5 separate regions of the Mus musculus genome follow, and regions 2, 3, 4 and 5 are each linked to region 1. Evidence: chromatin contacts called from public promoter capture Hi-C data. All regions are on one chromosome and are shown on one strand. Each heading gives the region's core, a stretch centred on a gene start, on an enhancer-like site or on the middle of the called end of the contact. The rest is flanking DNA. Distances are from core to core; before and after follow the strand shown.

Evidence for each region. Promoter capture Hi-C pulls out the DNA fragments that hold promoters and counts their contacts.
Region 2: a contact with region 1 is called in a promoter capture Hi-C map of hematopoietic stem and progenitor cells, with 6 times the contacts expected there. The contact joins the enhancer-like site here to the promoter of Ppp1r26 in region 1. A contact is called at or near these places in 11 of 39 promoter capture datasets (the 3T3-L1 cell line, the C10 cell line, HPC-7-derived erythroid cells and 6 more), 1 of 484 Hi-C or Micro-C datasets (common lymphoid progenitors), 9 of 115 datasets of contacts at active chromatin or transcription factors (VIP interneurons, embryonic basal ganglia, embryonic forebrain and 6 more) and 5 of 9 other capture datasets (adipose tissue, embryonic stem cells, liver and 2 more).
Region 3: a promoter capture Hi-C map of hippocampal neurons shows a contact between it and region 1, with 5 times the contacts expected there. The contact joins the enhancer-like site here to the promoter of Ppp1r26 in region 1. A contact is called at or near these places in 4 of 39 promoter capture datasets (the 3T3-L1 cell line, the C10 cell line, embryonic stem cells and 1 more) and 1 of 115 datasets of contacts at active chromatin or transcription factors (VIP interneurons).
Region 4: a contact with region 1 is called in a promoter capture Hi-C map of embryonic stem cells, with 7 times the contacts expected there. The contact joins the enhancer-like site here to the promoter of Ppp1r26 in region 1. A contact is called at or near these places in 12 of 39 promoter capture datasets (the 3T3-L1 cell line, 3T3-L1-derived adipocytes, the C10 cell line and 5 more), 1 of 484 Hi-C or Micro-C datasets (bone marrow-derived macrophages), 11 of 115 datasets of contacts at active chromatin or transcription factors (VIP interneurons, embryonic basal ganglia, embryonic forebrain and 7 more) and 2 of 9 other capture datasets (liver and pancreatic islet).
Region 5: a contact with region 1 is called in a promoter capture Hi-C map of liver, with 4 times the contacts expected there. The contact joins the promoter of Col5a1 here to the promoter of Ppp1r26 in region 1. A contact is called at or near these places in 11 of 39 promoter capture datasets (the HPC-7 cell line, embryonic stem cells, frontonasal cranial neural crest and 5 more), 1 of 484 Hi-C or Micro-C datasets (embryonic stem cells), 8 of 115 datasets of contacts at active chromatin or transcription factors (embryonic basal ganglia, embryonic forebrain, embryonic hindbrain and 5 more) and 3 of 9 other capture datasets (adipose tissue, liver and macrophages).

The regions. Positions count from the first base shown.
Region 1 is chr2:28,444,904-28,450,128 of GRCm38.p6, reverse strand. It overlaps Ppp1r26 (protein phosphatase 1, regulatory subunit 26), which reads right to left and starts at 3,283. Exons shown (of 4, transcript NM_001005420.2): 1 at 3,233-3,283; 2 at 2,147-2,244; 3 at 1,221-1,437.
Region 2 is chr2:27,918,118-27,923,608 of GRCm38.p6, reverse strand. Col5a1 (collagen, type V, alpha 1) reads right to left here. Exons shown (of 66, transcript NM_015734.2): 2 at 1,425-1,592. Among named protein-coding and RNA genes, the nearest start is that of Col5a1, 34 kb to the right of the region's middle. Within about 2 kb of position 1,363, at least 12 of the 459 cell types and tissues checked have an H3K27ac peak or open chromatin away from gene starts, as enhancers often do. A contact at or near this core is called in hematopoietic stem and progenitor cells, where this site is marked.
Region 3 is chr2:27,712,237-27,716,987 of GRCm38.p6, reverse strand. All of the region lies in intron 1 of Rxra (retinoid X receptor alpha), which reads right to left. Among named protein-coding and RNA genes, the nearest start is that of Rxra, 37 kb to the right of the region's middle. Within about 2 kb of position 2,722, at least 62 of the 459 cell types and tissues checked have an H3K27ac peak or open chromatin away from gene starts, as enhancers often do.
Region 4 is chr2:27,768,546-27,773,788 of GRCm38.p6, reverse strand. No RefSeq gene overlaps it. Among named protein-coding and RNA genes, the nearest start is that of Gm39777, 67 kb to the left of the region's middle. Within about 2 kb of position 3,433, at least 7 of the 459 cell types and tissues checked have an H3K27ac peak or open chromatin away from gene starts, as enhancers often do.
Region 5 is chr2:27,882,877-27,888,219 of GRCm38.p6, reverse strand. Col5a1 (collagen, type V, alpha 1) reads right to left here and starts at 1,795. Exons shown (of 66, transcript NM_015734.2): 1 at 1,296-1,795. The coding sequence starts at 1,404.

The sequences.
Region 1 (5,225 bases), core at 2,034-4,533:
TAAAAAAACAAAGTGCAAACTCCAGCAGCTCTTTCCTTTCCCTTCTGGGTTCGCACTTTTCCGTAAGAGGAGGACAAAGGAGACGTCATTTACCTCCCAGTGTTATCAGAAGCCACAGCAGTCTAGAAATGCTTGTCTGTGCTTTAAGAAGAATGACAACACACAGGTAAGTAGGACTTTATGGGTGGATCCTCTCTGGAAATGACCAATAAATATGATCAAAGCTGCACCATATGACAGACTCAGAACACACTTCCTCGAGCCTTTTTTTCAGAATTGCCTTCCTTATGCTGTTTCATGTGAAAAATGTCAAATGTGTATTTGACAGCTGCTACTCAAAGGCTGACACCAATTTTGCCCAATTAGCATGAAAATTTTGGTGGTCCTATCATGTGGGTAGGCCTGGAGAAAGGACTGTGTGGTGTGTAGACAGATCATGGGCTTGCCAGCTTGGAGGCCGAGGACACTGTGAAGTGTCACGTGCCTATGTGGTTAGAGCCAGGTCTCTACATATCAGCTAGGCTGGTGTCAGGAACACTAAGAAAGTTCACAGAGTCATCCTAAGAGGAGCCTAATCTAAGAGGCACTGGGTCACACGGAAAAATGCCAGCTGCTCTGTACAGCTCTCAATTCCTCCAGGCTTCTCTGATGCCCTTCTGCCTCCCAGAGATTGAGGAGCACCTGCAAGGCTGAAGGACAGAGACCTGAGTTCCTCCAAGGGAAGGCATGGAAGGCTGTTCCACCTCTAACCCAAGGCCATAGAGCAGAGCCTGACCTTCGGTTTGCTTTACTTCTATGTACTTAATCAGGACCTGCCTTTCTGACAGGCTGGGATGTGCTGTAGACATACTGAAATCCCTTCCCTAAGAGGTGGGGCTGGGCATCTAGACCAAAATCTGCTCAGAGCGACAGGCAACAAATGGAGAGGTCACTGAAGATGCAGCGGCAACTCATGGTGATTACCAATGTGTGCTTTAAGAGTTAAACTAGTGGGGCTGGTGAGATGGCTCAGTGGGTAAGAGCACCCGACTGCTCTTCCGAAGGTCCGGAGTTCAAATCCCAGCAACCACATGGTGGCTCACAACCATCTGTAACAAGATCTGATGCCCTCTTCTGGAGTGTCTGAAGACAGCTACAGTGAACTTACATATAATAAATAAATAAATCTTAAAAAAAAAAAAAGAGTTAAACTAGTATAAAAAAAAATCTATTGTAATTACTTGTAAGTCTCAGGTGTAGGCTGATGCTCTGCAAGGCTTCCAGGTGAGGTCTTCACTGCTCGGCTTGCACTTCAAAGCATCTTCTACCAGCTTTTAAAGTCGGCCGTGTGAGGGCTGGACATGGTGGTGTACACTTTTAGTCCAAGCACCAGGATAGCCTGGTCTATGCATAGTGAGTTCCTGGCTTAGCCAGGGGTCTCTAGTGAGACCAAACTGTCTAAATAAATAAACAAATAAATAAACCAGCATTTACTACCAGGATTATCATCAGTAACATCTAATTTAGAAACTGATCATGGCTTATAAATATTTTTTCTGTTATGATATGTCCTTAATGTAAAGAAAGGCTTGACAAGTTGAGGAAAAACTTGCCCTGACACCAACTACACTAACTGTGGCTGATTTGCCTCCCCTCTAGTGAGAGCCGCAGGATGGAGGGTGCTTTCCTCTACCAGCTACCCGAGCTCACATCCTGGCCATCCTCAACAATCACTTTGCTTTCCTGAGACTCCCCACAGGCACAAGGCAGTGGGAACTAAAGGGAAGAGTAACTGCTTTCACTGGCTGGAGGACCTACCGCTTCTTTGCTGTAGGTGGTGTTCAAACTGCAATACTATAGAAATCACGTAACATTTGCAGGGCTTAACTGTGAAGGGTCTGAATCGAGTAGGGTGTGGTGGGGTATGCATGCCTTAATCTCAGGTGAAGGCCAGAGGATCAGGAGTTCAAGGCTAGTACTGGTTCCTTATCTAGTTCAAAGACAGTATCTGGGCTACTTGATGCTGTCTCAACCCACCAAAGTAAACACAACAAAAAGTGCTTTCCCCGTTGGGGCAGGGCAGGGTGGGATGGGGTGAGTAACATTAATATCTTAACATGACAGCAGGTGCAGAGCCGAGGGAATAAATCAGTTTATTTCCACTCACCTGCTCACAGCTTATAACGATGGACCCAGAACTGAGCTCCTCTGACAGTCTTAATGGTTGTTGGTCCAGCTACCTGGTCAATCTTGGGAGCTGTCACTCTGGAGAACCATGAACTTCACAGTTAGAAATGTGAGCTGAAGCCAGAATTGGGGCTTTAAACTGGAGGCTCTGGGAATCAGGTTTCCAGGGTGGTTGTGGGTACAATCATCACCCCTCTCTGCCCCCCCCCCCCCAGCATGGACTCTGCACTTAACTTATGATGTAGAGGGCCCTGTACTCCAACTTAAAGTGGGTGTGGGTAAGATTTGGTCCTTAGGAGCCAGAGGTGCTGACAAGATTCGGCCCCCAGAAAAATTGTTGTGACTGCCAATCCCTGTGCACAGTGCTGGAAGCAAGGGGAGACAGATCCCCCTGCTGCCTGAGTACTGACTGCTCTTCTCACTGTCTGAGAGGGAGCCGCAGTCTGGTCTTCAGCAGGTTAATGCCAACCCTTCTCCAGTCAGTGGCAGGGCCTCCGGCTGGTCTGTGCCCCCATCCATCCATCCCCCCCGAGTAATTTTCTGGGATCCCAGGCTTAGGGAATCCGGGAGTCTCGAAGCTGTTCGTGGCAGGTCGAGAAGGCAGCCTTGAAGGCCAGGCCGGCCTCAGTGACCGGGAGCCCGCCCCTCACCTGAGCCACACCTGGGCCCGCCCGGCGCCCGCTGGCTCTCGAGGAACGCAGGGCGCAACAAGCGCCAGGCATCCGCGAGAGGCGCCTCCCGGGGGCCGGGACCCTCTCCCGTGATAACACCAGCCTCAGCCACCAACCCGATCCGGACCCTGCACGCCGCGGCCTGCACCACGAAGCCAGCCCAGCTGCCCGCCCTGCGCCCCGCGTCCCGGGAGGCGCCGGGCCCGGAGAGCGGGGAAGCACGGACACTCCCGCCCCGCCCTCCCTCGGTCGGGCGCCCGCAGCCACCGCGGAGTCCCGCGGGGACTCAGGGGCCCGGCGCGCCGTGGGAGCGCGGGAAAGGAGGGCGGGGCCGGCGCGGCGAGGGGCGGGGCGACCCCCACCCCCCACCCCGGGCCGTCTCTCCCGCCACCTACCCGCGGCGGCGGCGACCGCGCTCCGGAAGCCGTGCCCGGTGGCTGGGCATCATGGGAATGGCACGGCCGAGTTCCGGGGGAGGCGCGCGGCCCGGCCGGACCCCCGCCCGCGAGAGCGCGCCCACCTGCACTGCGAGCGCCCGCGCTCGGACACGCACGGCGCGCGGGAGGAGCGCATGGGGCAGCTTGGAAACGGCCGCGGCGCCCGCGGGACTCGGAGCCTGCGCGGGGACCCTCCTTGTCCTCCCACCCGGGGCCTGGCGCAGCTCCGGGCGCCGAGAGCGTGCGCAGCCCAGGGGTTCAGGAGGTCGCGCGCGTCGGCAAGTTGGCCACGGCGAGAGGCGTGGCCGTGAAGAGAAGGAGGGCGGCCGGACCCTCGCACATACCTTCTTTTTGGTCCAGATCCAGTGGCCCCCGCGTGCCTGGCATCTGCTCACAGTTGCCCTTCCTATCCTCAAACACAGCAAAGGTGTGCTTCCTTGCCTGCAGTTTGCACCCAGCTCAAGATTGTGCTTAGTTTGCCTGCTCTGGACACCGCGGGGCCTTCTGGGCTACCCAAGTCCCTTTACATTGTAGAACGCTTCTATATGTCTATGCACAATGCCCCCTCTCCCCACTTTAGCCAGATCTTAGAGTGTGCTTAAAGATAGGAACCCTGAGGCTGAGGAGAACTAAGCAACAGGAGTCATGCAGGGTGACCTTGCTCCACATTCACACCAGTGGTCTTAGGAACAGGTGGGATAGGACTAGCTTCCGCCAACGCGGTCAGGATTATACAGTGGAATTTCTTGGCTCTGTGGCACACTGTATGTGATGTCGGAAATCTCCCTAGTTTTCTTTTACTTTTTAGACATGTCTGGAGATTCTGTATTGATCATGTCAGGGAACAAGCCAGGCTCACCCCCGGCCCTAGGCACTCACCCTGTCTGATAAGGCAGAGGAAATGATTAGAGAGTGCCAGGGATCTGACAGGAGAAACCCCTAGAGACTTGTTATATAAATGAGCCTGACCTCAAACTTACACAGATCCACTCGCCTCTGTCTTCAGAGTGTTGGGATTAAAGGCAAGTGCCATCACACCTGGCCTGAGTTTTTGTCACTATGAAGTAATATTATGAACATTTAGAGAGAATTACACAACCAATAATACCATCACCAAGATGTAGCTGTAGGCCTATTTTGGAATGCTTTTAGTGTTGTGAGAAACACCTTTGGGTGTCCCTGAAGCCACTCTGTGTATGTCTCCTGGTCTAATGCCTAGAAGACAGTAGTCTGCTTGGGAGAGATGCGAGGTGCTGACACTTGGCAGGTGCCCTTCAGAGATGAGGACTGTTTGGTTATTTTCTACTGCTGTGAAGAGACACCATGACCAAGGCAACTTATAGAAGAAAGAGTTTATTAAGCTTACGGTTTCAAAGGGTGAGTTCATTCCACCATGGCAGGGAGCATGGCAGCAGACAGGCAGGCATGGTGCTGGAGCGATAGCCGAGAGCTTACATCTTGACCCACAAGCCTGACACAGAGAAAGCAAATTGAAACCTTTGAAACCTCAAAGCCCATGCCCAGTGACTCACCTTCACTAAGACCACACCCCCTAGCCCTCCCCAAAAACAGGTCCACCAATCAGGGACCAAGCAGTCAAACCTAAGAGCCTCTCATTTTGTCACCACAGGGATCTACCTCACTGCCTTCAGGGTAAGCAGATATTTCCCACTTCCTGCCAGCTTGTAGAGCTGCCGTACCACTGAGTCTGCAGCAGTCTCACCATCTCCCTGTCCCTCTCTCTCTTCCTCCACCCCTTCCATGCTTGGTCGGTAGCCTTGAACTTGCAATTCTCCTGCCTCAGCCTCTGGAGGGCTGACATTACAAGGATTATAATCTTTTGACTTTGGAGTTATTCTTTCTCCTCATCCTCCCTTCTTTTTCTTCCTCTGTGGTACCAGGGATTGAACCCAGGGCCTCTCATATGCTGGGCCAGAGCTCTACCACTGGG
Region 2 (5,491 bases), core at 114-2,613, 520 kb after region 1:
CAATGGTAAGAATACAAGCATCAGTGAGCTCTGTATAGCTCCTTGGGCTGGGAGCCTTTCTTTTCTGCAGCCATCCCCATTTCAGCTTCATCATCATCACCTCCAGCCCTCTGTTCCTGACTAGCAGACCCTTCCAGCCTGGGCCCAGGTCTCCATGGCTCCAATTTGGGAATTCTAACTCTTGGGCCACAAGACAGAAAAATTACAACTCTCTGAAAACAGATGAGACTGAGTGTTCTCAAGATGACCTCCCCCCCCCCTCTGCAAAAATGTTTTCTCCAAAAATAAGGCATAGAATCCATCCCTGCAGCCCCTCACAAGGAAGGGTGAGGTTCCCGTTTAGAAAGGGTCGTGGTGGGACATTTATCTTTACAGAAGAATTAGAGGGGCATCTGTGAGCCAGGGTGATTCTGCACTAAAGGTGTGCTCCTTGGAGACCCCAGGCTGCTTCCCCTGTGGCTGCAAGGAAGGTGCATTGCGCACGAGATCCATCCATCCAAAATGATACCTTGGACCAAAGCACCCAGCTTCTTCCTCAGCTGTAAAGTCACAATGACTCCAGAGCAATGCTGAGTGGAGGACAAACCCTGACAGAAGACCAGAAGTGCCAACACCGGGGGGGGGGGGGGGAGGCAAAAGCATCATCCAGGGACACAGTGGGGACATGAGGGACAGCACAGGTTGCTAAAACTGCCCAATTCTGGTTCAATGCTGCGGTCATATCCAGACCATAAAAGATTGAATGCAGACTTCTAATCGCAAAAGAGGAGTGTCTGGCTGACCTACCTCTTACTCAGGTCAACAGAGTCAGGGCACCTCAGGCTAAGCTGGCAGGCCCTCCTGAGGCAGGGGAAGAAGAATCTATCACCTGCCCACACTGAATAAACCCAGGGCACTTAGTACCAGTAGATGTGGTAGAGAGGAGCTAACTCCCCTTGTGGGTGAATCACTTAGATGCACGCCTCTGTCCAACATGGTGGCTCCCTCTGGATACATAATTAAAAGTAGATGTCTGGCACCTGGCAGCAGACGCTCATTAAGAATCTCTCAAGCTCGCTGCCAGCCAGGGTTCTGGACTTGTGTCTCTTAATGTCACTGGCCCCAGTTAGGATTATGTTCCCCAGTATAAGCCTTTCTTCTCCATGACCTAAGATCTCACTTCATCTCACCTCCTTTCTGTCCTTTCTCATGGTGGTCTGTCATTAATGTAAACATGCCTACTTGTATCCCATTTAGCACAGACAAGGCCTTGCGCACACACAAGTGGTGAGTGGGTGTTGGTTTCACTATAATGAGGAAGACTCACACAAAGCACACCCACGGCTCTGGCACAACCACCCACTCCGGCTTCCTCTTTGGCCCTGGCCAGAAGCCTGAAGTCCCCAGCACTCTGCCACCCAGAACAGGAATGAGGCACCTCTTACCAGGGTACAGCTGCTTGGTGGGCATGCTGAGCTGTGCATCTTTAGAGACTCGGTAGGCAACATCCGGCTCGCTGGAAGATCTTCGAGTAGCACAGAAACCTGTGGTTTTCGTTACCCCTGAGGGCAAATTGTGAAAATCTAGCATCTCCAGAAGATCTGCTGGCTGAGCTGCAAAGACAGAGAAGCTATGTCAGCCCCAAGATGGACACAACTGAGGGGCACCCCCAAAGAGAAGGTGAATCTTAGACAACTGAAACCAGCAAACATCTGGTGTTCAGAAGAGACTGAGGGCTTGCTCAGGAGGGACACGTCTTAGAAGTGGCTCTATCTCCAACTAGTTGCCCAGGTTAGAGCCTGGCCTCACCTACACCCTCTGAAAGCCCCCAAACTTCCTTGTTTTACAAACTGCAGGGACTTCTTACTCCACATCCTCACTTGCCTGAGTCACACAATCTCCACTTCTTCTCAGCAACACTGGAGATAGGTCTGTCACCTAGACGCAGCCAGGAAGCCTCAATAGCTCCAGCAATCTCTACGGGGCTGTTTCCAACATTGGAGTGATTGACAGCTTAAGAAACTGCCAAGCAACCTCTAGTCTCTGCACTGTCTTTGATGTCATTTCGTCCCCCATGTTCCCACAACAGCTTAGAGCAAATATCCGATTTCTGTCTGGTATCAAAAGATTTAGGCCTGAATACCCAGGTCAGGAGAATGCTTGCAGGACGTCCCTTTAGGAAAGCTTCTGACACCCCATCCTCTGGGAGCCACTCAGAGGACAGCAGAAGCTTGACCCTCTGACCCCTGAAGTGCAGGCGCTTCCTCAAGAGCTCAACAGTTGCCCCTGCATTGGTTAGCTGTGCCAACTTGACCTTGTAAGAGCGATTCAGTGAGGAACTGTTTATACTGAGTTGGCCCGTGGGCATGTCTATGAGGGGTAGGTCTTTAACTAGCTAATATGGGAAGACACAGCCCACTACAGGTGGCACCATTCCCTAGGCATGGGGTTGTGAAGAATAACAGTGAGGCGATCAAGCTGAACACAAGCAAGCAGGTGAGTGTGTGTTCCATTCATTTCCCTCTGCTCTTGACTCTGGATGTGATGTAACCAGATGTTTGAAGTCCCTGCCTTGACTTCCCCACAACAATGAGCTGTAACCTGGAATTCTAAGCTGAAACAAACTGCTTTCGTCTCTAAGTTTCTTTTCGTTGGGGTATTTTTGTCCAGAGACAGAAATGAAGCTAGAACATCCCCAAACACAAAACATGCCCCCCTGACAAAGCCCCCTTTCCTTACATCTAGAGGCCTTTGAGTCCACACATGCCCGCCCCAGACTGCTTGTTTTCCTGTTTATGTATGTTCAGTTTGAGTTACATCAAATAGGAGGCTCTTGGATGTCCAGCAGAGAATAAATTTCAAAGTGCTACCCACAGGATGTGAAGCCCCTGACACATGGCCAAGCTGGACCAGTGTCGCACCATCCTGTGGCTTCGTCTAGGAAAAAGCTGTTCTGTGGGCTACATACACAGAAGATGAAGTCAGAGGGCAACTATCTCAAGGGAATCTAGTGCATGCATAGGCCAACTCTCGCAGTGCTAAATGGGCACCTGGATCCAGCTACGCCTGAAGCTATCATATACATGCCCATATGTTCATTCTCAGGCTTGTCCATATCAGAATACAACATATCCTGCTAAACACTCAGCACCCACATCTGACGACCACAGGAGGCTCATCTCTTGACTATTCCTCTCAAACTCAATTCACCTTCCTCCCCAAGTGGATTCCCCGGGAGGACAGTTGAACCGTTTTTAAGAAGGTGTTAAAGAAGAATGATCATGCAAGCTTCCTCAGGGTGAGGAGTCCTCCAACAGCAGCCACCGAGTCTCAAGCCTGACTCCTGTTAGCCTGCGCTCCAAGGCAACCTAAGTGGCCAGGTCTGTGCCAACTTCCTGACACCAGAGAAGGGTTCCCCACCCCTACAGGAAATCATTATGAAGGACAGCAGGGCACAGTGTGGACGGACGGCCCATTATTGACCCAGGATAGCCTCAACTCATTTCAGAATCCTGGCAGCTCTTAGGTAACCACCCAGTGTCCAGTTATTTGTGTATCTGTGCCCCCCCCCCAGGTACTCTATGTGATGACAAAGTCTTCACTGAGCTCTTGTTTAGTGAACATCACAGGCAATGCTGAGTGTGTTGGCAGAGCTGTGTGGCACAGTCCCAGGCCTGGACACAGCTGTGGGAAGATGGCCGTGCCAACTGCCAGCACACCTGGCCAGAACGACATAGCACCAAAGCCTGGGTCATCTCGGAAACTCAGCTCTAAGGCTGGCAATGGCCTGGGGAAGAGATGGGGATCCCAGCAGCGTTTCCTGGCCCTACATCACTGCATCTATACGATGATGCTCTTCCCAGACCAGGTCGAAGCCTGCTTTCCCCATTGTCAAAGCAGAGAGCGGTTTCACAGGAGTCTGACTAGGATGTTTGCAGACCTGTATCGCTACCAGTTTAAAAGGCCATCAGACCTCTCCTAGGCCCAGTGCCACCCTTCCCGCTGGCCAGGGCTTTTTTGTGCCAGAGAGCAAGATATATTTAGTCTTAAACAAGGTGTGGGGAGCACTAGAGTAGTGTCCAGCATACAGGCATCTGGAAAACTCTTCCCTTCCACACAAGATGTCTTATTTGCCCTTCAGGCCAATGCCTCACCCAGGCTGAGCACCTCAACTCTGAAGTGGCAGGGGCTATTGACACAGGTAGATGTGCCTAAAAATCAGGATTACCACAGCCCCAAGGGAAGATCATGCCAGCTGAGGCCCATTAGAGAAGCCACAGAAGCCACTGGGAGCCTGCCAGTGAGCAATCCCCAGAACTCCGTAGCTTAAGTACAGGGCCCTCTGGAAGGAAAATGCTATTCACAGTGCTCTCAGGACTCATCGGAGTCCCGCAGACTGGAGGAGCACACACATGGTATTGCATCCATGGCCCTTGCTCCCAACAAGAGGTCTTTGCTTCAAAGTAAGAGGCACTTGAGTGACCCTGAAGAATTCAGAGACCAGTCACTACCTGCTGCAAATGAGACCACCTCCAAATGGTTTGCATGCAAGTACTCCCTTGCTCTTCCCCGGGTGTTCCACCTATGAACAGACCAGGTTCCAGAGAGAAGAATGCCTGGCTTTATCTGTTCACTTCAGCTAGACCCAGCCTCCTCCCAGAGAGTCCTGTTCCACAGCCTGGGAGACTAAAACTATGTTTCCTAGAGGCCTTTGCGATAAGAATTATTGCAGCAAGCCAGAATCTACCAGTCAGTGATTATCCTAGAGTGGACCACGAGTTGTAGTAAGCTCCTGGACCATGCCCGTGGTGAGGCAGTCATGGCACTAAGAGCCCTGGCTTCCATACATCTGCAGCAGTGACCCTGTCCTGTGAATAGCAACCTCAGTGTGAAAGCTCCATAGTTGCCTCAAGACTTCTAACTCCAACTGGCTCTGCTCCCCAGACAGCTTGTCCTCCCTCAGACAGCCTGCCACCCAGCTATGCACAAGCTTCACTCACCTTGGAGGAACGTGAGTGAGCAGTCTCATCACATAGGCTCTCCTGACCTGTTACCTAGAGATAGACAACTAAAACCTTGCTGCTGGCACATGAGGCTGCAGACCCTGGCTCTGTCTACACTCCTCTCAGAAGGACCAAAAAGGCAGACAGCTCGTGGCAAGGCCCTGGAGGAGCACGCCACAGTCTAACACCAGGAGGCCTCAGGCTTTAAGAGCAGATGGAACAAGGTGTCTGCTTTCAGAAAGAGCAGAAATTGTTCTGGTCATAGCTGGTCATAGCTGGCATCTAAACACTCCTGCCTCCTGCTCAGACACAGAAAAGGACATCTGTGACGACGCCAGCCTGCAGTAGAGGAGAGCCAGTCCCATGTTCAGCAGCCTAACTCGTGGCCCTGGCAAAGGAACACATCCCAGCCCACAGTGCCAACACTGCAAAAGACAGCCTGCTCTTGGGAAGGCCAGTGAGGCCCGGATCACCATCTGGAGCCGCTCAGGACATGTCTTCAGAATAGA
Region 3 (4,751 bases), core at 1,473-3,972, 730 kb after region 1:
CCTCTCCAAGGTTCATGATTTCCCACTGTGGGTCTGGCACAAGGTTTCCCCAGGAGCCACTAAACAGTGACCACCACACAGGAGGACAAATTCACCTCTTTCTACACACACACACACACCCATAGCTCTGGTCATGTCATCAGGTCTGGCCCAGAGAAGCTGTCAAATAGACATTTGCTAAAGGATGGGATAACGGAGCCAGGCACCTTGGTCAATGCCAGCTGCAGACACATCAGAAGCTTAGGAACCAGGCAAGCATGCTCTAAAGCTCCAACTAAGGCCCAGACTGTAAGGCTGTGTGACCTGACAAAGGCTGACCAAACAAACCCTCTGGGACTTATTTCCTCTTCTGCAAAAAGCTGCAGGCTAAGGAAGTGGCCAGACTGTAATGTCTCTCTCCTATGCCCCCATTTGCAGAGCTTCAGAGGCAGCTGCTCCTCCGGCGCCATCCCCTCTGGGCCTGCTCTCAGGCTAAATGTGTGAGGCCAAAGGAAGCGAGGCATACTCCCTCACTGGACCACAAGACCTTCCTCAGGCTCAGGCCTGGGAGGAGAGAACCCCAGGGCCTGACCACCCACAAGAGGGTAGCCTGCCAGTCACTTGTTCTTTGGCCAGTTGGGGGCCAGAGTCACTCTCTTGCAGACAGCCTGGAGCCGCACGGGGGAAGTGGACTTATGGCCACCACAGAACCAGATCACACAAGCGCTGAGAACCAACTGGTAGGCCCCTACCATCAGCAAGTCTGGGCTCATGTTCTGACTGCAACACATACAGCTAGCTAGAGCTGTGTACATCTGAGTCAACTCATCCTCATGGACATTACCACCAGGACGCTGCGCCCCACACACAGATGGACACCAGTGAGGACTTGGGAATAGGACATCTTCATCCCCAACTGCTAATGCCAGGAAGAACTGAATGGGAGACTGGCCCTGTCAGTGACTCCCATCCAGCTAGAGACAACCTTGTCTAGAGCCCCAACCCATCTAGCAAGGTGGTGGCCGGTAGCAGACATCAGAGAGGGTTTCCTGAGAGAAGCATGGCTCATGTCCCTCCAGCTACAGTACAACAGGCTCCCTCCCACATTCCCAAGCACATCTGGCAGGGTGGGCAGGACAAACCTGCATGAATGTCACTATGAAAAACCACCCCCAGCACAGTCCTAGGGCCAGCAGACAGATGATGTTAGGGGTCCCAACAACAGGACACAGAAGGCGTCAGTCCAAGGCCAGAAAGTGATGTCACCTCTCTGGACTGTCATATTCTCACTGGAAGGGTGGCCAGAAGGGCCTGATATTTACGGCTACAGGACATGAGGGGGTGTGCAGAGCTGACATACCATAGCACCAGGCTCAGATCCCAATCAGTATATAATACATACAATAGATTGTAACTCTGTAACTGAGGAGGCCTCTGTGGTCATAGCTCTGCCCTGTCATGTCTGCCAACTGAATCACACGTATCCTCCTTCCCAGTCTGGAGCATTAAAAATTTCACTTTCCAGGAAGCAAGCTTCAGACTTCCCTCCTTATAGTCCTGGTGATACAGCTGCCACGCCCAGACCCTCTGCCCTCTCAGAGCGTCTGCTTCCTTATGGGCAGGGCTCTACTGATGAGCAAAGAGCAGGCACTACACCACAGCTTGGGAAGGTTCAACCATGAGATTCCTAGAACCAAAGTTACACACATACACAACCTGATGGCGTCACTGGGTCACTCTGCCAGCTAGGAGGATAGTCTCAAGCTTTCCTGTACCCCACTCCTTAGCTCACAGAGCCAGAGGACAGTCCTCAACACTGGCCAGATCAACAAAAGCCATAAGCCTGGGGCCATTGAGACCACCAGGGCAGAGCCAGCATCTGCCCCAAGGGTGTGTGAGCCATTCCCAAATTAATGACTAAATCTTCATGCCCCAGCCCCTAGCCATCTGGTCACAGGGCTCTATGTACACTAGGATGGCCATAGGGCCTCCCTGAGCTATTTTCTCTCTAAACATAGCACAGGAACCTCCTGCGAGGTGGGAAGACTTTCCAGGTCAAGGGCCTGCAATGAGTGGTGATCAATGAGTTTTTCAGCCTGCCTGGCCTTGGCCACAGGGACAGAGGGACAACACTGGGTACTGACACAGTTTCCTACATCCCACAACCTCCAGCATCCATTAACGCAGGTGACCCCCATGGCCAGTCCAGGCTTCCTTCCTTTGGGAGTGCACACACTGTGCTGAGTCTCCTGTCCTCTTGCCCTCTCCTCTCCAGCCAACACATACGAGCACCATGCTACCATGGCGCCCTGCCTCATTCTGCCATCCACTCACACAGGCTACTCTGTTCGGGCACAGGCTCAAAGGCCTGACATCAAATCCCGTCACTCTGCTATTCCTCAATTTTCCCCCCTCCATAAAACTGAGCTGTTGTTAGGATTTCTTGTCTGGAGTATTGTCACCCTCCCCTGATATCATGACCTTAACTGGTGTTCTCAGCAGCAGTGGAGAGAGTGTGTTCCCCCTCTCAGGAGGAAAATGAGGCCTGGGCACCCCATGGGGGAGACACAGGCCAGGCCTGGCACCAGGCACCTGACAACCAGTCCTGTGACGGGCTGGCAGGATATTGGGAAACTCACAAGAACTTATTTCAATATCTTGGCCACGTCAGAGATGGGTTTCAACATGCACAGCACCCAGGAAGGACGGTGGCCATCTCGGCCTGTTTGCCTGCCCAACACACAGGGAAGGCTGTGCTCCCCGTGACTGCCCCACAAAGGGACAGGCAGAGACATAAGAGGGCCATGCCCTAGGAGCAGAGCTGCCCTCCCCCCACCCCCATCCCCTGGTCCCCCACTCCCACCCCCACCCCCCACCAGCACTCAGCCCCAGGCCCCAGGCCCCAGGCTCTGTCCCTCAGATGCCCTGTCCAGGACTGGGAAGGAGATCCTGCAATCTGCCAAGGGTGAGGCTTCAGAAGATCACAATCTAGAAAGAACAACCCTTGTGGTCCCCAGCTTGAGCACCCAGTACCAAAGCCAGAGAGGCCTTGCTCTACACATGCAGTGACTCTGGGCAGCCTGGAAGCCTTAGATGAATTTTAAACAAAGTCACAGAACCCTGAAGACAGCAGGAGACACTCAAGGTCACCACTTGAGTCCACACTACTACCCCATCAGACAAGAAGGGAAACTGAGGCCCAGTGAGTTGGACGAACTCTTCCCAGGACACAAACCTTAGAGGAGCTGAGCCTGACACCCAGAAGGAAGGAAAACTTTTAATGGGGTGGGAGTTGCATGACTGGCATTGGACCCAAGTCTTTTGCTAGAGAATTCTACAGTCTTGAGGCCCCAACAATAGGGGCAGGGCCCCACCAACAACTGATACCATGTGGTAGCCAACCTCGCCCATGTTCCGTTTTCAACTCCAGAACAGATATCCCACCCTGATAATCTGACAGGTTTCCAGCCTAGCCATGTTCTGATAGCCTGAGTTAGAGGTGATGTCTCTCCTACTGTCAAACCCCCAACCCAGATGACAACAGAACTCTGTAATGGAGCACCCAGAGCCACCATGTCCACACTGCCACCCGCCCAGTCTCTGAGGCCCAAATGTGGCTATGCCTATGGCCCAGTGACAGCATGCCACAGTCCCTGGCCCAGGCCCTGCATCACAACAGGTTCTACATGCAAGCACTTCTGTCCAGGTGTCCCCCATCCCAGTATCCAACAAACACAAGGATAATTCTCCGGAGATAATGAGGTAATCAACTCCTCTCGGCTCCCTGAGGGCCTCTGCACAGCCAGGCTATAAATACCAAGAGATACAGACTCTCACACAAGGACATGACCAGCCCCCTATCACATGTGGATCTGGAGGCATGGCAGAGATCTGGGAAACCTCATATCTTGCCCTATGGAAGTGGAGTGCCACCAGGAGAGAAAGAGGGAGTGAGGGGCTAGCATGTAAGAAGAGAGCTGGGGACATGAGGATCAGAAAAGGAGGTTCGACCTTGACCCTGAGGCCAGAAAAGACCTGGCTGGGATGGAGAGAGTAGAGAACTGCCGATTTTCTCCTAGCTGCATCAAGTTCTCTGCAGGTGCAGAGTCTGTCCCACCCTCATGATGCTCCCCTCACCCGACATGGCCCCAAGTCACACAACCAGCTGGAGGCGGAGAAGGACTCATCTCAGGAAAACATCAAAGCATAAGCTACCCCAGAAGATTGTGGCTGCCACCCTACGTACCCCTCTGGGTTCCTCCAGAACCTCTTTCTGTGGAGACCACATCCTGCTGTGTCCCAGGAAATCATGCAATCAGATGCTCTCTCCATGCCTTGGGCCTTGCTCAGGCACCCTAGGGATCCCCACAATGGGGAAAACACAGCCTCATGTTTGCCTGGTATAGAGTTCTGAAAGCTCACTGCTCAGCACTGAGATCTGGACAAGGTCTCACAGATGAATACACATCACCACATCATGACAGGTAAAGGGCATCCCTAAAGTTTTAGGCTAAATCAGGCCTTGAACCAGCAGAGCCATGGCCCCACCCAGCTGTTCCTCTGATACCTCCAAAACATGGCACAGAGGTAGGAGAACCAGAAAGCTTTGGGGTAGATGTCCTGTCACCTGGTCACTTGGCTAGAGAAGAACCAGCTGGCACAGCACTGGCCTGGAACCTAGGAAGACCGTAAAATCCAGGTCCTTGATAATGGAGGAGACAAAAGGCTCACGGTCCTGGGGAACTGAACAGGACACTAGGCACAAGAGGTTC
Region 4 (5,243 bases), core at 2,184-4,683, 680 kb after region 1:
GGCACTATGGGAGAGCTGTCCACAGGGGCACATGCTATGTTCCACCATTCCTGGATGTCAAGGAAGCCTTTCTGGGAGCAGTGGCCAGCTTCTACTGCCCCACAAAACACTAAGCCTCAATGCTATCTTAAGAGATGCTGGCCCTACCCAGTATATTCCTGCCCTGGAGTGCTGACCCAAGTAGTCAGAGAGAGAGGGAGTTGAGGCCATCAAGGGGTCAGCAAGCTAGGAAAGGAATCAATAAACTGTAAGGCAAGACCTATGAGCCCCAGGCTATTACAGAATGACCCACGACACCTCCCTGTCTCCTGCCCTCCCAACCACTCAACTGAAATGCTAGTCCTGAAGCTTTGGGTCTCCAAGGCCACCTCAGATCCAGGGATGTGTTGAGAGCCTTGGAGCTCCCGGCAGCTCTCCTAACGCTTGGGGCTTGCTTAGGGACAGGATGCATGCAGACACCAGCAGAGAGGACAGAGCCCAGGAGAAGCCAGGCCTATACTGTCACAGGTTCCCATCCAGAGAAGGCGTGTTGTCTGCACGGTCTCCTGAATGTGTGTGAGTGAGCCAGGTGAGCCTATGGGGCCTCCACACTGGGGAGGGGGTTGTTACTGGAAGTGGGCTGCCTGAGCACCATGTAAGAAAATTGCGGTCTCAGCTCTGCTGAGATCAAGTGACCTAGCATGGCTCAAGGCCCCACCATAAATCACACTGTCAGCAAGGACCACTGAGGTGACCCGAGACGGTCAGGCAAACACAGACACTGTCAGGCCAGACTCTCCAAGTGGGCTGAGGTCAGAGGTCACCTACCAGGAGTTGGGTCAGAGCCATGCCTTTGGAAACTGTGCAGGGTGTGGCCAAACCAAGCCTGCCAGGTTAACCCTTGACTAGATAGTCTCCCCAGGGCAAGGTGGGCAGGGAGGCCATCACCTTATCTCCTGTGAGCCCTGTGGGGGCAGCAGGAGAGACAGATGGTAAAACCTGGAGAAAATTTGACCTTCTGTAGGAGGAAGGTAGGGTTGTCATGACAGAGGCCATCACATGCCCAGGGCCCAAGACCACCTAGGACAAAACCTAGATCCAACTGGTCTCCCACTGCACACTCCTCCCACCCCCAGGAAGCTTCCAGGATCCAAGGCTGGCATGGCTGCAATAGGTGTGGCCCCTCCTGAGAAGGACCACAATTTCTTTCCTTCCCTTAAGAAGGTCTTAGACTTGTGTTACCATATCTGTGGGGTCTCACTTGTTCCCTCCTGGGACCCCCAGGCAGGTGGGGATGGGCCACCTCAGCCCCGGAAGGAGGCAAGCAGTGCTCCTCCCAACTGAGGGAGCGCTATTATGGAGGAGGGCTCCATTAGGTACCAACACTTGCCTGGTTCCTGCTGGGGAGCCAGCCCCACAAGAAGAGGGCATTGAACCAACAGCAAGAGGGATTTCAGTTAGACTTGAGGAAGATTGTCAGAGCAGAAACCTCCTTACAGACGGGTTCCAGGAATTCCCTCTGTGTCTGAGCCACATGGGAAAAGTTTCTGGAAGCTTCCCAAGCATAACACAGTGGTTGAGCGCAGCCTTGGTGATCTCAGAAACGCTTAGGAAACAGTAGTTGGACCCAGTTAGAAGAGCCACAGCCCCCTCCAAAGTGCAGAAAGGAAGGACTGGACCTTCTCCAATCACAGTGGACAACTGGCTCTGCAGGGTCTCTAGGGCGCCACCTGCAGGAGGAAGAGTGAGTTTCTGCTCTGCCCAGATGGCCCAGGCAGGGCAGAGGCAGCCAAAGGCAGGCCATCGGGTCTCCCAGATGCAGCCAGGAGAGGTGCAGAACAGGGTCTCCTGGCTCCACGTGCACAGTAGGGGCGCGGAGCTTGGCTGTGACAGAAGACTTCACTTCATGGTTTCTTCGCAGCGCCTGGTGTGAGGGCCACTGAACACACCTGATTCCTTCTGGCTGTTGGTGATCTTCTGGAGACATAGCCAGAAATGACATTGAAGGTGTTCTTTGCCCTGTTTTGTCTTTGAAGCTCAATTGCCACATCACCTGGGAAGACTTACCAGTCCCCTTGCCCACTGGTACGGTCACTTCACTATAGTGGCCCACTCAGCCTGTACCTGCCGCCAGGATGCGGCCTGGGAGAACACTCCAGACCCTAATCGGACAATAGAGTGGGTCTAAGCACATGACCTGTGGCAGGGCCCAAGGGAGATGTGCTGGCACGGGAAGGTATACACCAGGTCTTGAGGACCAGGATCAACATTCAAGTAAAAGTCCCTTATTTATGGCTCATATTGAATTCATGTGGAAATGGAAACTTTCACATACTGGGTTAAATAAAATATGAAATTCACTTCACCTGATTTTAATGTGGCTAGCAGGAAGTTTTCAATTTTCAGATGCATATTTGGTTCATGTGAGTTTTCTGTTGAACAAAAACTCTGCGTTTGCCTGGAATCACGCACATGGCCTAACCACACATCTCCAAAGGTATTTTCTGAGTGATAAATGGATGGATGGATGGGCAGATGGGGGATGGACCATTGGACAGGTGGACAGATGGGTAGACGGGTGGAGGATAGGTGGATAGATGGACAGATGGGGAACTGGGATAAATGGAGGGACAGATAAATGGGTGGTAGATGGGTAGATGCATATAGATGATGGATGGATGGATGGATGGATGGATGGATGGATGGATGGATGGACAGACGGGTGGTAGAGCAGATGAGTGGATGGGCAGATGGATGGATGGATGGATGGATGGATGGATGGATGGATAGATGGTTGAGTAGATGAGATGGGCAGATGAGTAGTGAATGCATGAGTGGGTGGGTGGGTAGATGGAGGTATGCATGGCTACATGGCTGGGTAAACAGATGAATATATGGAGAAGCAGTGCCTGGAGACAAACGTCTCCCATTGCCTGAGGCCCTGGCTAACTGCCACACAGTTCTGCTCTGGCCCAGCACAGACAGCTAGTTAAGCCCACAAAACCATAAGCTCCCTTCTCTGGATGTGCACTTAACCTAGTCATCTGATTGTCCCCACTGGGGCTCTGGGGGCCAGAGACAGCAAGGGGCTGTCAATGTTTTCAAGCACACTTCCAACCATGCTGAAGGACTGGTACTCTAGGACACAAGGATAGAAGGTCTGCTGAAGTTATTCTGTTCAGCACCCGCCTCTCCCACTCTTCAGCCCTGCACACCATCAAGGAGCAAGCAGGGGCTCTGCTGTCCTCTAAGGTCATTCCCAGGCAGGACCTTGGCCTCCTGAGTCTGGGGCAGCATAGGTGAACTCATCTGGGCCTTGAGGGTCTAGGAAATGGTTGCTAGGAGACCTGGTAGGTGTGTGTGTGTGTGTGTGTGTGTGTGTGTGTGTGTGTGTGTGTGTGTGTGTGATTGATCTGCACTTAGTGAGGTGATGCTGCCCTCTCGTGGTGGATATGGGTACATGGGAGCCTCGTGTACCCTGCCTGGTTCACAGGTGTATGACAAATACCCAATTCACAAGAGACTCTCTGGGACAGAAACGGAATAAAAAAAAAAATCAAGGTTGTAGCGAGTCTAGGGAGAATTCTACCCCTAGTGACATCAAAGGTGAAAATCTGGTTGCAGGATATAGTTTGTGAATTCCCTCTTCCATTCAAAACTATTTTGATGTAATAATCCACGGAAGTCTCCCTTTTAAAGCAGTCTTTAGTCGAGCTTGAAGTGAAAGACAGCATAGCCTGCTGACAGCTCCAAGATTTGCACCCCAGCTATTAAACTTCTGCAGACAGAAGAGCCTGTCTCTGCCAGGGAAAGGGCAGACAGGGAGTAGAGGAGTTTCCAAAGCTCTCTCTCCAGCAGGGCTGATACCTGATCCCACCAACAGGAAGTGGCCACCAGAGCCAGCGTGGCGGCAGAGTCAGACCTGAAGCCTGGAATGCCTAGGCACTACTGACAGCTACGCTCCTGTCTGCACTCAGCCCTTCCCAGGCAGCTGGTGGTTGTTCTATTGGCTTCTACAGTTGCCCTCCACAGTCCTGATGCTGCCACAGAACGAGTCATCAGGTGTTCATCTCTTGTGCCCAGGCAGGGTCTCTGATCTTCCTTCTCAACATGGTAGCCACGGCTGAAGCAGCCCCTGCCTCACAGTGCATTTTCCCTTTGCTTGCTTATTGCACGACATCGTCCTTTGCTGTTTAGAATGTCATATGAGAGGAATTCAAAACTCACCTGGTTTGCATTTACTGTCAGATTCCTGGACTTTCCCACTGACTTGTCCCCACCCAGGGCCCTGGCAAGTCACAGTCCTCCGTGACAGCTTGACCCTCAAGCCTCCACCTGCTCACCCCAGGACCCTTTAGCTCCAGAGAACCAGCTTACCCTCTACCCCATCCTGTGCTGTTCTGCTCTGAAGTCCAGTGTGTCTCACACTGTGGGCACCTCTAGTCCCTTGCCACAGTGCTTTGATTCTCAACACCCTTAGGCTTGTAATCGCTTCTGTGTGTGCTAATCACGCACACAGAAAGCATTGAGTTGTCTGGTGATGGGATAGTCCCCATGGTCACCTGCAAGCCAGCAGTCACTTTATAAAGCAGCGTTTGTCCCAGCACAACTGAGCAAGGGAGTCGTTTAGAGGTGGGGAGCGGAGAAGCAGTGCATGGGGAGGAGGTATGAGCTAGCCCATGAAACGCTTTCTGGCCTCATCTCACCATGGGTTGCTTGCTCTATTCTCTTCCTCCCTGTCTTCTTCTTGGATAGGGACAAAGCCACAGGTGTTTTTAGAAATGCCATGTCCTTATTTATTATTGCTAGGGTATCTCACAGGCCTTCTGTTGACAGACTGTTCCTAAGGAAACACATTGGCAGCAATTTCTCTAAAATTACCATGTAGACAGGCTGGCTTTAGACCCACAGAGATCTGCCTGCTTCTGCCTCCCGACTACTAGGATTAAAAGTGTGTGCCACCACACTTGGCTGTAACCTAGTATTTATTATGTAGAATTAATATATGCTAGTAAACACTAAACAAAAACCGCCTGGCCTAGTTCCTGGTGGCTCCAACAGGACCTGAAGTAGGTATTGTATAATGACCACACCCCATAATACATTTTTAAACCTAAGAATGGTTTTAGGTTTGCTGAAGACTTGCTGTCAACAGAGATTCTGCACGTTCCTAGTGTCTCCCTCCCTCCAGGCCCCTTCCTTCCTCCCTCTCTCCTCCCTTCATCCTCCCATCCCTCCTCCTCCTGCCTCAGGCTCTCCCCTCT
Region 5 (5,343 bases), core at 546-3,045, 560 kb after region 1:
AGCTTAACCCTGGGAACTCCGGGGCAGTTGGTCCAAGTTCCACAAGAGTGAGCATCGTCAGCCCATGCTCTCCCTCGGTCCCCGCAGGCCCTGGCCCCTCCCATTTCCACTCTTGCTCATCCTGTGGCCACTGGACACTAATGGTGCCAGAAAGCAGGAGAAGAATATTGTAATTGGCCATGGGGGGTGGAAATGGATTCTCCTGCTAGTCCTAGTAACACCAGCTAAGCTAAGGAGAGCCCTGTCACTGCGCAAGGGCTGACCACTCCACCCGCTGTTCGGCTGCCTGAACTCTTTCTAACTGCCTTCGCCTCCCTGTATCAGCACATGCCTGGTGCCTTCCCACCCTGGGCTATGGTGTTTAAGGGCTCTGGGGAGGTTTATCCCACAACTAACTAACAAGAGTGATGCTGAAAATAATATGCCTGCCCAGACCTGAGCCTGAAAGCGCTGAAATACAGACAGGGACAATCCCAGTACCTCCCTGATTCTGCCCATTGGATCAGGGCTCCTTCAGAGAACCCAACCTGGCAGGAGTCTCACATCTGCAGATCATCTGAGAAGCTCCCAGCCCAGACTCCAAGGCCCTCTCCAGGCTTCCCGTTCATCCCATCTTTGGGCAGAAAGCCCAAGAAAACTACCTCTAAGGGGTTTGGAGGTTTGACGGCTAGGAGTAGGGCTGGCCTACCTCACAGGGCTCCCCAGTGCCCCTGAAGACTTGTCAGGGACTACAGGGAACTCTGTCCCCTGGGAATTGCAGAAACTTAGCTCAGACAAGCAAGAGGGTGTGTACAGAGGGAAGTCCATAGCTGGGGTTTCAAACTTCTGGGATCCCCCTCCACCCCTAGGCGTCCCTGAGGAACTGAATGGCCTTGACTCTAGGGGGCGGCCCTTTCCAGCTTTCAGAAGGAAAGTTTCTGCTTAAGGGCTGCGTGGGATGCAGCGGGTCGCCTGTGATGTGGGACAGAAAATGCGAGGTTTGGGGACAAAAGTGTGAGCACCTCTGCTGGGATCTAACACGAGGCAGATTCTTCCTTGACTCGACCAACAGCCCCACCCAGCAGGCCCGTTTGAGGAGGGGGCGGTACGCCGCGGGGATGGAGTTGGCCCGGCTCCCTCTCCTGGGCCCCCAACGAATGGTATTCGTTGTCTTGCCCGGTGCATTCCACAGGCCAAGGAGGAAAGTTCTGCAGGCTCGGAGGAGGCCGGCGGCGAAGGAGCCCGAGATGACAGCGGCGCGGAGGTTCTGCGCACCTCTTACAGTCCCCGAGGTCCGGTCCCCAGAGCACTCTTACCTGCGCGGCTCGAAGGCGGCGCCCACAGCAGCAGCAGGAACAGGAGTAGCGGCGAAGACAGCAGCAGGGCGCCTGGGCGCGCAGCTTTCCAGCGGGTGTGTACGTCCATGCCGGCGGGGTGCGCGGGCCGGGGAGCGGGAGACGCACACGATGCACGGGGACCAGAGACACGTCCCGGGTGGCGGACGCTAGGGGAGCACGACAACTTCAGGGAGTCATAGGAAGCTCGGCACCCGCCCGATCTCCCCCGCGGCGGTGGCTGTTCTGGAAGAGGCAGCGGGCGCGCTCGCCCACGGCGCAGGGATCGACTGTGGCCCGGGACGGCCGGGACCCCCTCGCTGGCTGCTCGCGCACTCCCTGTCCTCCTCCTTCTAGTCTCGTGGCCTCCTCACCGCTGCTGCCCCGCGACCCGCTCCCCGTGGGCGCTCCGCTGGAGTGAGGTCCTGCGCCAGCCGCGGGGACCAGGAGTGCGGACCTCGCCTTCGGCGCTGAGCACTTTTCCCCCCTTTCCCTCCCTCCCTCGCTGCTGGCAGACAACGCGGAGGCTGTGGATTCCCCCACCCCCCACCGCCCCCAACGCCCGCAGCAAATCAGAGCCCGGCGCCCCGCTCAGCAAGGCCGGTCCCCGCCTCCCACTGGGCGCCGAGGGCGAGGGGGTGGGGATAGCGGGCGAGTCGCGGCGAGGAAGGGGCTGGCCCGGGGCGGGAGCGGACGTGGGACGGGGCCGGCGCCCCCGTTCTTTCTCCCCGCTCTGGGCGGCGGCCTCCAAAACCTGATGGCCCACCCTGATCCTAGATTCTTCCCGCCTCAGGTACCCCGACCTGGCCAGACTCCAAGAACCAACGTTGAGGGACCCCCGAAGTTTGATCGCTGGAATTCAAAAGAGAGATTGCAGTACCACACAGAACTTTCTCTTTAAGGAGGAGTTCCGAGAGCTCCTCTTCTGGGCGGAGACTCAACTTGCAATTCAGCCAGAAGGGGCTCCCTAGACTATGACTGACAGGCCAATACAGCGCTGGGGACCTGCCTTCTACCTCTCCACAGACCAGACTGTCAAGGATGCCCAGAGGGGCCTTAAGTGAACAAGGAGTGACCAAGTTATTAATCAGGTGAAGGTCAGTCTCAGATCCCACCCCACCGCCTTACTGCTGTCCCTAGTGGCCCAACAACTCACAAGGAAAAGGAAGAGCCCCCTTCCAGAGCTGACAGCTGGAAAAGGAGAGGGGCTCCCAGCTCCCCATCTACAGCAGAGGGAGACAGGAGTTCTCCCAGACTTCTCCAGGCCTGGGAGGCCCTGCAAAAGCCTGACTCACTGCCCTGCCCTTCTCCAAGGGCTTCAGGGTTTGTTTAGAAAGAATCAGAGTGAATTAAGAAGGCTTTCAGACACAAAGCTATCGCTCCCTTTGAACACATTGCAGCCTGAAAGAATTTTGTAGTGATGGAGACCGGCCTGGGACATCTCTCTCCGGCTGCATCCTCAGGCTCCCTAGTTTCTCATTATTCTCCAAACAAGAGGAGAGTGGCAGTCAGGGTGCAGAGGCATTCATGGGATAGAGGCAGTCAGAGGGCAGAGGCAGTCAAGGGGCAAAGGCAGTCAGAGGGCAGAGGCAGTCAGGGGATAGAGGCAGTCAGGGGGCAAAGGCAGTCAGAGGAGTTGCTGGGATGGCCATGCTCTGGTTCTTGAATCTGAATGGGGGTGGCTAGTACTGACTTAATTCAAGCTTTGCTTAAGTGTGGAATGTACCTTATAGGGAACATCAGACAGTACACAGAATAGAGGAGGAAAGCTGGGGATGCAGCTCAGAGGCTGTGCACAAAGGTCCTAAATTCTATCCAGAGTACAGAGAGGGCAGAGGGAAACAAGCTTGAGTGGACATGCAGACAGACAGACAGACTCAGTCACAGTACAGTAAGAGTTAAAAGCCAGCTTGTACTTGTTATGGAATAATTATGTATGTGTGTAAGTTGTATAAATGATAAGATGTGTATGTGTGTGTGTATGAACACATGTGGGGGCATGTACATGCATATGTGTGTCTCTGTGTGTGTGCTGTGTATACTGTGTGCTTATGTGCCATTCCATTGGTGAGTTTCATGGGGATGAAAACCTCAGCCATCCGGAGGCTTTCACCAAGCTCACCTCCCCATCCCCAACCTGCATCAGGTCTACATATCAGGGGAGGTCTTTCTCCCATCCACAGACGGGGACGCTGCAAGTCAGGCGGGGTAAGGGGCTTACCCAGAGCACCAAATCAGCAATGCGCTGTGTCAGAGCCAAGATGAGTGCTGCAGCTGATCAGCAGGCACAGGGTTCTTCCCTCTTCGTGCTATAATACAGACTCAGAACATCTGCCTTCCAGCAGGTACACCCTAGGCATCCTGCTCAGGCTAAGCCAACCCATACCCAGCATCCTCCTGTGCCCAATTGGCATCTCATGATAATGGAGAGTATTGGTCATGGTCTGTTCACCAGCATGAGTCTTTGAGGAAGCAAGCTGCCTGTGGGCCCCATCTATACCAGCCTGCACTGTTGCACCAGGTCTCCATGATCATGGACATAGTCTTGTGCTTCTGCTGTGTTCTTTCCATCTCGCCTGTCTCTGTATATCCACCTCCATCCAGTGTCCCCTGCATGTCCCTGCCATGCATACATGCCATTACCCTCTGTTGTAGAATACAGTCCTCCAAGCAAAGCAACTGCCATTATTATCAGGTCAGCTGTCCCTGCTTGCAGGAGTCCATCCTGATTAGGCTTGTGGACTGTTGCTGTTCTCACATAGAAGCAGACAATGAGGGAGGACCTTTACCTGAGACTCTGGGGAGAAGCAAAGAGGAAACGCTAAGGGGTGGGAGGTGCTTCCCTCCTTCTCGGAGCATATGAAGTCTCTCAGGCACATTACAGACTGGCCCTCCAACAGGTCCTGGGCCCCAGCAGCTCTGCGGTAGGTGCAGAAGGTCATGATGAGCTGTGGCTCTGCCTTGTGTGTAGAGATATTCACACCAGCAGGGATGCCTTTACATTTGTGCCCAGGGAAGAGCTCCACCCATGCGTCCTTCAGCTGGCATTCAGAAGCCAGACCGATGTCCCACCCTTGTACATGCCATTCATTAACTGCAAAACCTGGGCAGATGAGTTCCCTCTCTGCGATGCTTGTCACCTATGAAGTGGAGTAATGAAGCTGACTCTGGGATTCCCAAAGACTCAGATGTGAAGGGAGGTGGCATGTTTGAGACAGAGGGGCAGGCAGCTCTGGATTTTCCTTCTGTATGCCAGCCACTCCCTGCACCAAGTGTTTCCATGTCCTGTCCACTAAGACTGGCTTCTTTAACCTAAGCTGGCTAGCCTTTCCCCGCTGGTGCCAAACAAGCCTTTAAAAATGATGGGATTTCCAGGCAGAACAGCCCAGGAGACACTAGACTGACTTTTGGCATGAGAAGCAGGTTTGCAGGGAGTCAGACGACAAGCGTCCTGAGATGCGTTTTCCAGACGGTGGCAGCTGGCGCAGGTCGTCTCCTGTAGACTGTTTCACAGAGCTGGCTTGAGATTGCAGGCCAAGGAAAGTGTCCACAGGAGAAATTTCTGCTTTGTCTCTTGAAGAACTGTCTGCAGGGGTGGAGATATTGCCCCTACAGCAGAGGACTGTTCCCAGGATCAGTGAAGTCACCTAAAATCACCTAAATTCCTGCTTGTCTGTGATGACAGTCCCACACAAGGATCTGATCTCACATGCTTCTACATGGTGGCCAGGATCATAGGCAGCTCATGCAGAGGCAGCCAGCCCATACTGTGGGAAGGGCTCAGCCCACTGTGGGTGGTGCCATCCCTAGGCAGGTAGTCCTGGGAGATATAAAACAGATAGCTGACTCAGAGGCTGGGAACAAGCCAACCATTGGTGTTCGTGCATGGTCTCTGCTTCAGTCCCTGCCTTCAGGTTCCTGCTTGAGTCCCTTGGTGACAGACTGTGGTTAGGGCTTGTCAGCCAAATAAACCCTTTCATCCATCCCCAGGTTGCTTTTAGTCATGGTGTTCATCACCACAGCGGAGAAG